3 separate regions of the Zea mays genome follow, and regions 1 and 2 are each linked to region 3. Evidence: chromatin contacts called from public Hi-C data. All regions are on one chromosome and are shown on one strand. The core of a region is the stretch at or near the end of the contact, and the rest is flanking DNA. Distances in the headings are between cores, read along the strand shown. Region 1 holds the start of LOC103637681 (dynamin-related protein 1E). Region 2 holds the start of LOC100381745. Region 3 holds the start of LOC100501636.

What was found. Hi-C and Micro-C count contacts between places; a contact is called where the count stands out from the background.
Region 1: a contact with region 3 is called in a Hi-C map of leaf, with 8 times the contacts expected there. The contact joins the promoter of LOC103637681 here to the promoter of LOC100501636 in region 3. A contact is called at or near these places in 4 of 25 Hi-C or Micro-C datasets (leaf and tassel).
Region 2: a Hi-C map of leaf mesophyll shows a contact between it and region 3, with 2.5 times the contacts expected there. The contact joins the promoter of LOC100381745 here to the promoter of LOC100501636 in region 3. A contact is called at or near these places in 6 of 25 Hi-C or Micro-C datasets (bundle sheath, ear, leaf and 2 more).

The regions. Positions count from the first base shown.
Region 1 is chr1:97,719,026-97,722,447 of Zm-B73-REFERENCE-NAM-5.0, reverse strand. LOC103637681 (dynamin-related protein 1E) reads left to right here and starts at 2,127. Exons shown (of 15, transcript XM_008660291.2): 1 at 2,127-2,489; 2 at 2,585-2,648; 3 at 2,743-2,850. The coding sequence starts at 2,343.
Region 2 is chr1:97,700,314-97,704,113 of Zm-B73-REFERENCE-NAM-5.0, reverse strand. LOC100381745 reads left to right here and starts at 2,309. Exons shown (of 1, transcript NM_001174550.1): 1 at 2,309-3,695. The coding sequence starts at 2,555. The coding sequence ends at 3,451.
Region 3 is chr1:98,080,962-98,084,805 of Zm-B73-REFERENCE-NAM-5.0, reverse strand. It overlaps LOC100501636, which reads left to right and starts at 1,518. Exons shown (of 5, transcript NM_001196317.1): 1 at 1,518-1,622; 2 at 1,720-1,834; 3 at 1,975-2,129; 4 at 2,395-2,656; 5 at 2,794-3,325. The coding sequence starts at 1,609. The coding sequence ends at 2,985.

The DNA.
Region 1 (3,422 bases), core at 878-3,377, 360 kb after region 3:
CGTGCCCTGCCTCCCCTTCGCTCGCTGGTTGTCGCCGACCAGATGGTCGTGCCCAGCGCGGAGGAGGACGACACGCGGGAGGTGCGCGACAGCGGTGCTGCCCCGACAGGGGTGGGGTTTGAAGCTAGGGGTGCCCACGCGCAGGGAGGGGCGTTGCCTCGGCCGATCTCCCACCTCGACGTCGAGATTTGTGAAGATCATGGAGGCGCCCGAGGCCGAGCTGGATTTGCGAAGGTGAGATTTGTTGTGGCGGCTGAGGCCCGATTGGACGGGTGTGGGGGAGAGGCTGTCGCAGGCGGTGGCAGGGGCAGACGAGATTGTGGAGGCGGGGGCATAGTATACCAATGTGGACGCCTACGTCGCATTCCTCCCTCCCACCCCGATATCGAGATTTATGGAGATTTACGGAGGCGGTCGAGGCCATGATGTATTTGCAGACACGAGATTTGTTGAGGCGGCTGAATCCTAGTTGGACGGGTGCAGAGGAGAGGATGTCAGGGGCGGTGGCAGGGGCAGGCGGGATTTGTGGAGGCAGGGGCATGGTATACCAATGTGGACGACTACATTGCGTTCTTATAGAGTAGTAGAGATATATGCTAATATTTAATATTATGTAGGGAATAAAAATAACAATATATGATATTATACATTAGGATAATTGTATCTTATATAATTTCATATAATATGACAATTTTGAATATTGTGATAGACTAGCAACGACTAAGGCTATCTTTAGCAACTCTCCTATCACATCTCTTATCTTATCTCTTATTTCAAACTAAGCTTTATAAACACCATAATTAATTAGATCTATCTACAGTGCAAAATAACGATCATATACAATTAGGGGTGAAAACGAGCCGAGTCGAGCTTAGCTCGGCTTACTGTAGCTCGGTCACGCCAAACCAACGAGTTTAGCCATAAACGTTGTCGTAAAATTATAATATAAAATTTCAAAATAATTAAGTAACATATCTTAAATTAATTAAATAAATACAATATTAATATAATACATAAAATAGATTAATTTTATATATTAATTTCAAATAACATAAATTGATTATCTATTTGGTACCAACACTATATGCTAATTAAAATAAGATTTTATATAATAAATTGTTGTTGTATCGAATCACGAGTCTGTTTAGGCTCACTTTTTTCTTGAGCCATAAAACATGTTCATTTCGGATTTGTTTTAGGGCTAGTTTGGAAACTCAAATCCCCTTCAGGATTAAAAGGGATTGGAAAGAAAATTAGTTTATTTTCATCTTAATCCCCTCAAATCCCGAAAGATTCCTAAAGTAGCCCTTAAACTTCGAGCCACTAGGAGCTAGAGCCCACTCGTCGAGCTAAATTTTGTAGACCTTTATACAGTATCCGTTCCATACACCGAGAGAAATTTTGAAAATATTCGAACCAACCATCGTGTCCCTCTCCATCCACTCGACAGGCCCCACTACCATTATCCGCCCGCCGCCTCAACTTTCGTTCCGAAACTATCCTTACTAGCTCACTTTTCTCCACCTCGTATGAAGTCAAAGAAAAAAAAACGTTGAAATTTCATCGCATCAATTGTAGGGCTATCACCGGTCGTTCCCTTTTTAATATTTCAAACTCTACTCTATAAATAATTCACTATAATATAAAACAATATTTTATACATTCTATACACACTTCGCTCGAGATGACTAAATGAATCTAGCTTGAATCCTACATAAGAGATGTGATGTACACTTCTAGTAAAACAGCTTGAAATCCTTTCTGAGATAAATAAGGGATATTTTGTTTTTATATATTAATTTTTAGTCTTACATTTTATTTTAATTTATTTTTTAAATTACTAATACATAAACTAACATTTGTTCGGCTAGCTAACAATGTTGTATAAATTTATAAAGATAAAATACTATAGAAGCCGTAGCTGGATTAAAACCATAACAAGTTCCAGCGAACAAGCATAGTTTACATATTTGATAATTTAGTTTGATAATTTAGTGATTAAAATAAAATAAAATATAGAGACTAAAAACTAGTCAATAGAAAAAATCAGACACTTCCTATACTAAAAGAGCTCTTCACTAATTTCATTTCACCAAAAAAGCAGTTCCCGCTCGACGACTTGCAAAAGGGCGGGGGCAAAACCGGAAGAGAAATAGAAAAAAAGGAAGCAGTTACGGATTGCAGCAGCGACGCCTCTGTCAGTCTATCTTCTCGGCTCGCACACCTCAGACACAGCCAGGCAGCGGAGCGCTCCCCCCTCGATTCCTTCGCTTCCTTCTAGAACCTTCCGCTCCCTCCGTTGCAACAGTAGCACAGAGCTTCCTCCTCCCCCACCCCCGAAGATGACGACCATGGAGAACGTGATCGTGCTCGTGAACCGCATCCAGCGTGCCTGCACCGTCCTCGGCGACCACGGCGGCGGGGACGCCGCCGCCTCCCTCCCTACCCTCTGGGAAGCGCTCCCGACGGTCGCCGTCGTCGGCGGTCAGGTCTGCCTCCTTTCCGTCACCTCTAGGTGCTTGCTCGCCTAGGATTTTGTTCCGTAGCTTAGTTACAGGGCGCTTAATTGGGCGGCCATGTACAGAGTTCGGGGAAATCATCGGTGCTCGAGAGCATCGTGGGGCGAGACTTCCTGCCTCGAGGATCAGGTAGGAAGAGATTTTTACCTTCTTTCTTCACGGAATCATCTTTTTTCTTTCAGTTCGAAATTTTATGGTTTTTGGTTTGTGTTTGGATTGGAAGGGATCGTGACGCGTAGGCCACTCGTCCTGCAGCTGCACAAGACAGAGGCCGGGGTGCAGGAGTATGCCGAGTTCCTTCACATGCCTAAGCGCCGCTTCACTGATTTCTGTAAGAAACCTTCGATGTCTTCAATGATATAGGGTTATTCTTCTCCTAAGCTACTATGAAATTGGTTTGTTGGTAAGCTGAATCATAGTATAATTGATTGGCTATGTTTACTGTCGCAAGATGCACCGTTCACTGAAATCAATAATTGTATTTCTGCCAGCAGAAGCAGTCTCTTACTACTATTCAGTTATTAACGAATTCGGTTCTGCCACTGTGCAATTGTATTGCCTCCTATTTAAGTCTCTTCAAAATTTCTGCTCCATGCGGATGACACTCTTAGGGTGCTTTTGGTTGCGGGACAGCCTTATTTAAGAGATCGTCCCATCCCGTCCCGTCCTGTCATTGCAACCAAACACACTCTTACCTTATTTGGTATGTTGCACCTGCCGTTGCCATTGGGGTCTAAGAAGTATTTGACTTGTGTAGATGGCACGATCATCTTTGTGTTTCCCATGTTGTGCTGCTAGTTCAAATATCATGTGCATTTTATCATGCTTTGCAACATGTATTCGTAAGTAGAATGCATAAAATTAGTAAGAAGCAGTTGCCATTTGACCTCATAGTGGATTTGC
Region 2 (3,800 bases), core at 1,060-3,559, 380 kb after region 3:
ACTCGCATAAGTACTCTGATCTGTACAGTGATATCTCCTCCAATGTTTATATAAGGCAGAGAGGGTACTCCTACAAAAAGGATAAACCATGCTAGATCAAAGAGTGACCTTAATCTCTCACCTCTCGCAATCACCTGTAAATCCTCATACTCAGAGCAATACAATCTCCAAAACCCTACAAGACGTAGGGTGTTACGCCTCGCGACGGCTCAAACCTGTATAACTTGTGTTCTGTCGTGCTCCACACTAACCATCGAGCTGTTATCGACGTCGTTGTCCTCCCAAAAACATTGTGTGGTACGCCTCATAGTGCGTCGTCGATACGAAACCCCGACACCGTCCGCTTCTATGTTACGCCCTGCGTGTCACCATCCGGTTAGGCCATTGCAAAGTGAATAGTGACGGCCTGTTAGTGATAGGGCCAGGGTCGGTCGGGGCCTGCTTTTCTTCATTCTTACACATGTGGTGTCGTGTGCGGCTTGAGTGTCGGCCCAAGAATACCGGGAGGGCGATTATTCCCTCCCCGACCGAGTTTTTTTTGTTTATGGCAGATTTTAGCATAAAATGTTTATATCTACAATCATCTCGTATCACATTAGATAACGATCTTGCTATCTATTTTACACATTGTTCGATTATTCTTATCCCATATGGATTGAATAGTATTTGAATTTTTTTTACTTGTTTGAGAATTAAACTCACTCAATCCCATCCAATCCACATAGATTAAGAGCAAAACGAACAAGCCCAGTCTTTATTTGTTATAAAACTTTACTCATTCTACCGTCGTCTTATCATCACGTACGCTTTTCAGCTTTTCTTTTAGATACTTTTAGTTAATATGAAAGCTTTTCTTTTAAAATCTTTTAATTAGTATATAATACATTGTTTTATTCAAATAAAATATATCTGGTTACATGATTAAGCAAATAAAATTCTAAAGTTACAATTAAAATTACATAACTTAAAAACTAAAAAAATGCCTAGTTCATAAATATAAATAATAAACTATTATACTCTTTTTCATATTCTTATTTGGTCTTTTCCGCCGTCTCTTGTCTAATTTAAGTTGTTTTATCAATTTTTAAGGCCAATCTATAGACCCCCTTTTCGTGTCTTCATCCATGTTGACCATGGAACGATCTAGCAAGTTATTAAATTGCTTAAATAATTTAGTTTCAAGAATCCTCTAGAGCTTCTTTAATATTTATTTCTATGTAGACGGAGACTCGCTACTAGTTCTCGGGTCCTTTTCCTTCTGGTGTGCTCTTGCCCTATCGCGACCAATGGGGCAGTGCGTCCACACTTTTTCTGTGACGTGGAGCTATAATCATCATCTAAGTTTAGACAAAATCTTTTGCTCCTATCACTTAAGTCATCGTCATTGTGCTTCGTGCGACACTTGGGCTAATGGTGAAGAGCGCACCAGCATATATGCGCTAGCTTGAACTTGGTTTCTCTATGATTGTTGCGAAAACTCACCTTGGTTATATGTTTCAAGCAGCATGACATCATTTGCTCTACTTGGTCAGGCCATGTATAAGCGGTCGTTCTAAACAAGGCAATCACGCATTCGGTGCACATGTCTGTCGCACACATGACACATTGAGTTTACTTTATTGTTAAACTTCTTATAGGCTCTTATAGGGTTACTCAACACTAGTTTTTAGAAATGTGCATCACCACTTTTACACTAGACTTATCTAAGAAAAGTTACCCATCTATGCCTCATTAATAGTACGGCGAAACAAAAAAAATAAAGATCATATTGTTAATCTATACATCTAGCAATCTAGCAACTTTTTGACACATGAACTAAGTGTTTCTTAACCTCCTCGATCTTCCTTTAAAACTTGATAATTGATCTCAATCAGTAGGAGCATAGATATAGCTAACTCAATTTGTCTCTACAAAATACGCAATAGTTACAATAATCTTACATCGTCATTAATCATTGAAACACAGTTACGAACCTAGATGCTACGATCGGGTGTATATATTTATACTAACTCCTTGGTGAGCTTATTGTCACTTTATTTGATTTTTATGTACTCCTTTGGTTCTAAAATTAGTGTCGTTTTTGTTTGTTTGTTTTTTTGACGAGCCAAACGTTCTTAACTTTAATCAAATTTATATAATAAAAATGTTAATAATTACGGTGCATAATTAATATTATTAGATGAATCACTCCGTTTCGTTCCGACTTCCGACTTCCGAGCCTCGGGCACACGCACCCCATCCCGTGTCGTCCTTCTCTCCCCCGAAATAAAATCCCAGCCATTACGGCGTCATCGCCCGCCCAGCCCAACCACTCCAGTCCAGGGGGACCGCGTACAGGCCACAGCGCACAGCACAGGGAAAACCCGAGCCGCCCTGCGGTACAACGCCGCTGGTACAATACAAAGGCCACGCCAAAATCCAAACCCAACCAACCAACCAACCGGTCTGCTGCTGTCTGTCTCCTGCAGTCTCGCGATCTGCCTCTGCTCCTTCCTTCCTCTCGACACTCTGCTGCTGCGGGCCTGCGGCTGGCCGACCTGATGAGCGCAGGGAGATGAGGTGCAAGCTCCACCCTTACGCCAACGCCGTGGGCGTCTGCGCGGCCTGCCTCCGCGACCGCCTCCTCGCGCTGGCCGCCGAGCGCGCCCAGGCCGCCGCCGAGGCCAGCAGCGACGGGGGCTACGGGAGCAGCAGCAGCTCGCCCCCGCCCCTACACCTGCCCGCGCGGCGCCACCGCCAGCACGGCCACGACGAGGCAAGAACCGGGACGTTCCCACGCTCCGTGTCGCCGTACGTGCAGCGCCGGCGCTCCGACGCCTGCGCCTACTACGCGACCTCCTCCTCGTCGTCGTCGTCGTCCGCGTACCAGCACCAGCCGAGCCTCCTCTTCTTCCGCACGCCGCAGGTCGGGCCCGCGTTCCGCGGCGACGAGCCCGGGGACGGGGAGGACACCGGCGGCGGCAGCAGGAGGAAGCAGGCCGCGCCGCGGCGGTCCTTTCTGTCAGCGATCTTCGGCGGCAGGCTGCGGCGGCGGCACGGGCGGGAACGGGAAGAGGCCGGCAGGAACAGGAAGGAGCCTCCCCGGCGGTCCACCTCGTGGCTCTCGGCGATCACCCGCCGCAAGCGGAGGCCGGGCGAGGAGCCTGAGTCCTTCCCGGCGCCGCAGGACGAGGAGCCTGAGTCCCCCGGCGGCGGCAGCTGGTGGTTCCCCTCGCCGTCGCCCGCCAGACAGCAGCACCGGCGGCGGCACGGCGCGGGCTCGGGCGCCAGCGGGGACGGAGTCTCGGGGCTGGCCGTGTGCCTGAGCCCGCTCGTCCGGCCCAGCTCCGCCGGCGGCCGGCGCCGGTGCCAGCCGCCGGACCCCTCCGCGCTGGGAGACAGCCACCGGCGGCTCGCGTCGTTCGGGCGCAACGCCTCCCGGAAGCTCGCTGATATGGGTCGGCTCCGATGACGCGGCCTCGCCGACCGGTCCTCGTCGTCGCCGGCGTGCCGGGGCCAAAGATCTCTTTATTTTGTGTAATTTCGAAGATGCTATGACGGTGTTCGTTACTAGTACAGTAGTAGTAGTAGCGCTTAGCGCCTAGCTAGCCGCCACGAGAGCGGAAACAAATTTGCAAGTAAAATTCGATGGTGAAGGCAGCCAAGTTTGGCAGCTGCAGCAGCAGCAGCAGCACATTAGACGAAGACATTGGATTAGCGAAGGTGTCAATGACGGCGATCTGGGGAGCTCCGCTAGCTGGCCTCTGACCCCGCGACTTGAATTTTGTTCCGGTCGATCTGTGTGTGCGCCGGCGGCGTTT
Region 3 (3,844 bases), core at 269-2,768:
CTTGCAGCCGTACACATATTGATGTGAGTTATAACTCTAGAGTGACATCGATATAGAGGAGAAGAACACACACAAGAGCAAAAACACAGGAACACTGAAACAACACAAATACAAGAACGCAACAACATCACAACAATATCTATTAGAATAGGCACTTGAATCGCTTCGATGTGGCTCTTAGATGCACAGGACTGATGTGTGTGCTCTTGAGTGAATTAGTATTCTGTAGAGGTCGAAAAAGAGGTTCTTTTATAGATCCAAGTGACCAAATGACCATTGGACTTGCCTCCAAAAAGCTACATAATTTCTGCTCTCGCCTAGCGCACTCGACCGGGAACAGGGACGAGTCCTTCAGGATCCTGACTGGGCACTTCCAAAACGGGCAAGCACTGGACCTCCACATGTCCGCCTCCCATTGAAGTAGCCGTTACCACTCGATCTGGTGCACCACCGGACTACTACTATAGACGGTCCGGTGAATTTTATAAATAAAGTTCCCCGAGACAATAGAGTTCGTACGGATTAGGTCTGGTGCACCTCTAGACCAGTATTGTAGATAATCTGGAGCACCAGGCCTCCACAAACTACACTGTACTGGGACTTCACTGTGAACTCGATCCGAACGAGTCTGGTGAGTCCTAGTCTTCACAAAAAAGTGCATTTTTGGTAAATCTTGCTCCATTTGACTTGGCTTTTCTTGGGGGCCTTCATACGATGTAGAAAAACATTGTTAGAGAATAATCAATTGAACTAAGTCGAGAAAACTCACTTATTTCTCATTCTTTCTCCAGATTTTCAGTTCTGACTCAAATTAAGTCCCAAAACACATTTTTTTCAGAAACTAAGTTAGCGAGCAAACGAAAGTGCTAGAAATATTGTAAAAGGTCTATGCTCGAAAGTGCTAGCTAACAAATATCTATATAATTATTAGCTAATTTGCTAGAAATAGCTAATAGTTGAACTATTAGTTAGACTGTTTGAATGTTTTCAACTAATTTTAGCTGCTAATTGCTAGCTCTAATGTATTCAAAATGGCCTGAGGACTCTTTGATGACAAAACGTTTATTTATAGTCTTTGCTCAAGTGGCTTCTCTAGAATAACATCTGATGTCGAGAAAGTTGAGCCCACAGAGAGCGAAATTGCTTGGAAGCACGATCATTTGACTGCCACGAGAGCATATACCCTGGCGTCATCTTTGGAATGAGGTTCCCAATTCAGTACGGTGGCAGGCGGAGCAGCACAGGACAGGACAGCCAGAGGCCGGGAGCAGAGGAGGCGGTCGTGGCGAGCGGCGAGCCACAGGCACGGGCACCTATCGTTGAATTGAACGAAAGGAGAGCGGGAGAAAGCGACTCGTCACTCGTCAGTCTCTCGTCCTCATGCCGTCGCCGCTGGGTGGACGAATCCAATTCGGGCCTGGCAAGGCTGGCATGCCGTCGGCCTCCCTAGCTCGCCGCCTCCTCTCTACTATATCATCTCCAGCGATCCCTTCACGCAGTACCAGCACCAGCGCCAGCAACAGCAACAGCTGTGGTTTCAGCACAAGAAGGGCCAGGAAGAAGCGCAGCTGCGTTTCTTGGACGGTGAGCGCGGCTACTCCGGCGGACATGGCGACCAACAGGTGCACCACCGAGACCCGCCCGCGTCCTCTCTTGTTCGCCACCGGAAACACGGGACACCGCTCATCTGCTCCGCTCTTGCCTTCTGAACTCTGAAAGCGGCAGTGCCCTGGCGAAGCTGGCGCCGCTGGAAGCCATCCTGTTCGACATCGACGGCACGCTCTGCGACTCCGACCCCATCCACTTCTGCGCCTTCCGAGAGCTCCTGCAGCAGGTTTGTGCAGGAGTGAAGTGAAGTCTTCCTCTGCAACGGCTCTGTGCTTCTGTCACCTGCTATGCTATGCTGTAGCTGTAGCTCGGTGTATCTGATTCTGACCCAACTTACCCAAGCGTCTCCGCTCTGCCCGCCCGCAGGCCGGCTTCAACGGCGGTGTCCCCATCACGGAGGAGTTCTACAGCGCCAACATCAGCGGGGGCCACAACGACGACCTCGCCAGGTCGCTGTTCCCGGGCATGGATCACCAGAAGGCGATGCGGTTCATGGATGACAAAGAAGCTATGTTCAGAAAGTAGGCCGCTCATCTTATTTGCACTGCTACTTTGCACGATAGCCTTGGCACTTCTTTCGCAGCATATATCAACACTTAAATTTCAATTTGGCCAATATAGAGCTATACAATTCCGGCAGTTACGTATCCAAATTTGTCTGCAGGTTCAGTTATTATGTTCAGAATCTAAATCTGCTGGTTCTCTCTTTCAGGTCTAGCTTGAAATCTGGGTGTGTAAAATCTGAACCCGCAGTGGAATAACCTGAAGCTGAAACCTATTACGCAGGTTGGCGCCTGGGCAGCTGAAGCCCGTGGATGGGCTGCAGGAGCTGTGCGGATGGATGGAAGGCCGCGACCTGAAGCGCGCGGCGGTGACGAACGCCCCGAGGGCGAACGCCGAGCTGATGCTGTCGCTGTTGGGCCTCACCGACTTCTTCCCGGTGCTCGTCATCGGGAGCGAGTGCGACCGGGCCAAGCCGTTCCCTGACCCGTACCTCAAGGCGCTCCAGCTCATCGGCGCATCGCCTCAACACACCTTCATATTTGAAGTACGGATGAAGCTCTCTCTCTCTCATCGTAATTCTGTGAAGAAGCTTTGTTGTTTGTTTCATCGTCGCTAGTCGAAACAGTCAGTGACCAACGGTAATGCTGTCTGTGCGTGTTCGTGCATCTCGTTCTGCCGCAGGACTCTGCATCGGGGGTCCGGGCCGGTGTGGCTGCCGGAGTGCCCGTGGTTGGCCTGACGACGAGGAACCCCGGGAAGGTGCTGAAAGACGCAGGGGCCAGCTTGCTGGTCAAGGATTTTCAGGACCCGGAGCTGATGTCCGTGCTTCAACAGGTGGAGGTCGAACCCGCAGCGGCGAATGCGCAAGGCTGATGCGTCGGTCACTGCGGACAACTAAGAAATGAAATGTCGTGCTGGACTAGCCTTCAGCGATTCTTTCAGAGTGGAATAGCTGTGTAACTGCATCGTGTAATAAACTAACTCCGGTCGGTTCCTCGGCTGGAACCTGGAGACTAGCTTCTTGGTGGATTCAAACAGGGCCCAAATAGACCCTAAGTTAAGGGAGGTTTCCTGTGCCCAACAATAATGCCTTACTAGTAATTAGCGCGCGTCTTACGCGCGTAAAAAGAATTCGTAATTTAAGTGATAATAATATTATATTATTTTAAATAAAATGTACATAAATATTTTATAATATAAGTGATAATTCAGCAAACTATTCGTATGTATTACAAAAAGATAGATCAATAGTTGGTTCTAGAGCAAACCAAACTATCTAAAACCTATACCATAAGTCCAGACATGTGCTATCTCCCGGCTCCAATAAGAAAATAGATCTTCATATCCATCAATATTCAATACCTGTTGTGTGCAAGTGAATGAAGAGAATGCGTCGCCCATGTCGAGCCCTGGCTGTGCTGTTGCGAGCAACACGCGATGCGTCGACGCTGCCTAATATATATCGGCGAAGAAGAGGAATGCGCCTCGAAGAAGAGGAATGCGTCTGTAGAGACGTCGACGTTGACAACGGGTTTCGGCAACGCGCAGGTCGGCCGCGAGCTCGGTGGATACCTCACTCGTGCGGGCGGACACCTCGTCCAATATATTTTTGTACTGCTGGTTCTAGAAAGCGCTGATGAGTACCTTGCATGTCGGTAAAAAAGAATCCAAGCGAAATCCTCATCCTAAGAAAAAGATCGAACCGTGGCTCTAGAAAAGAAATACCTGGTGT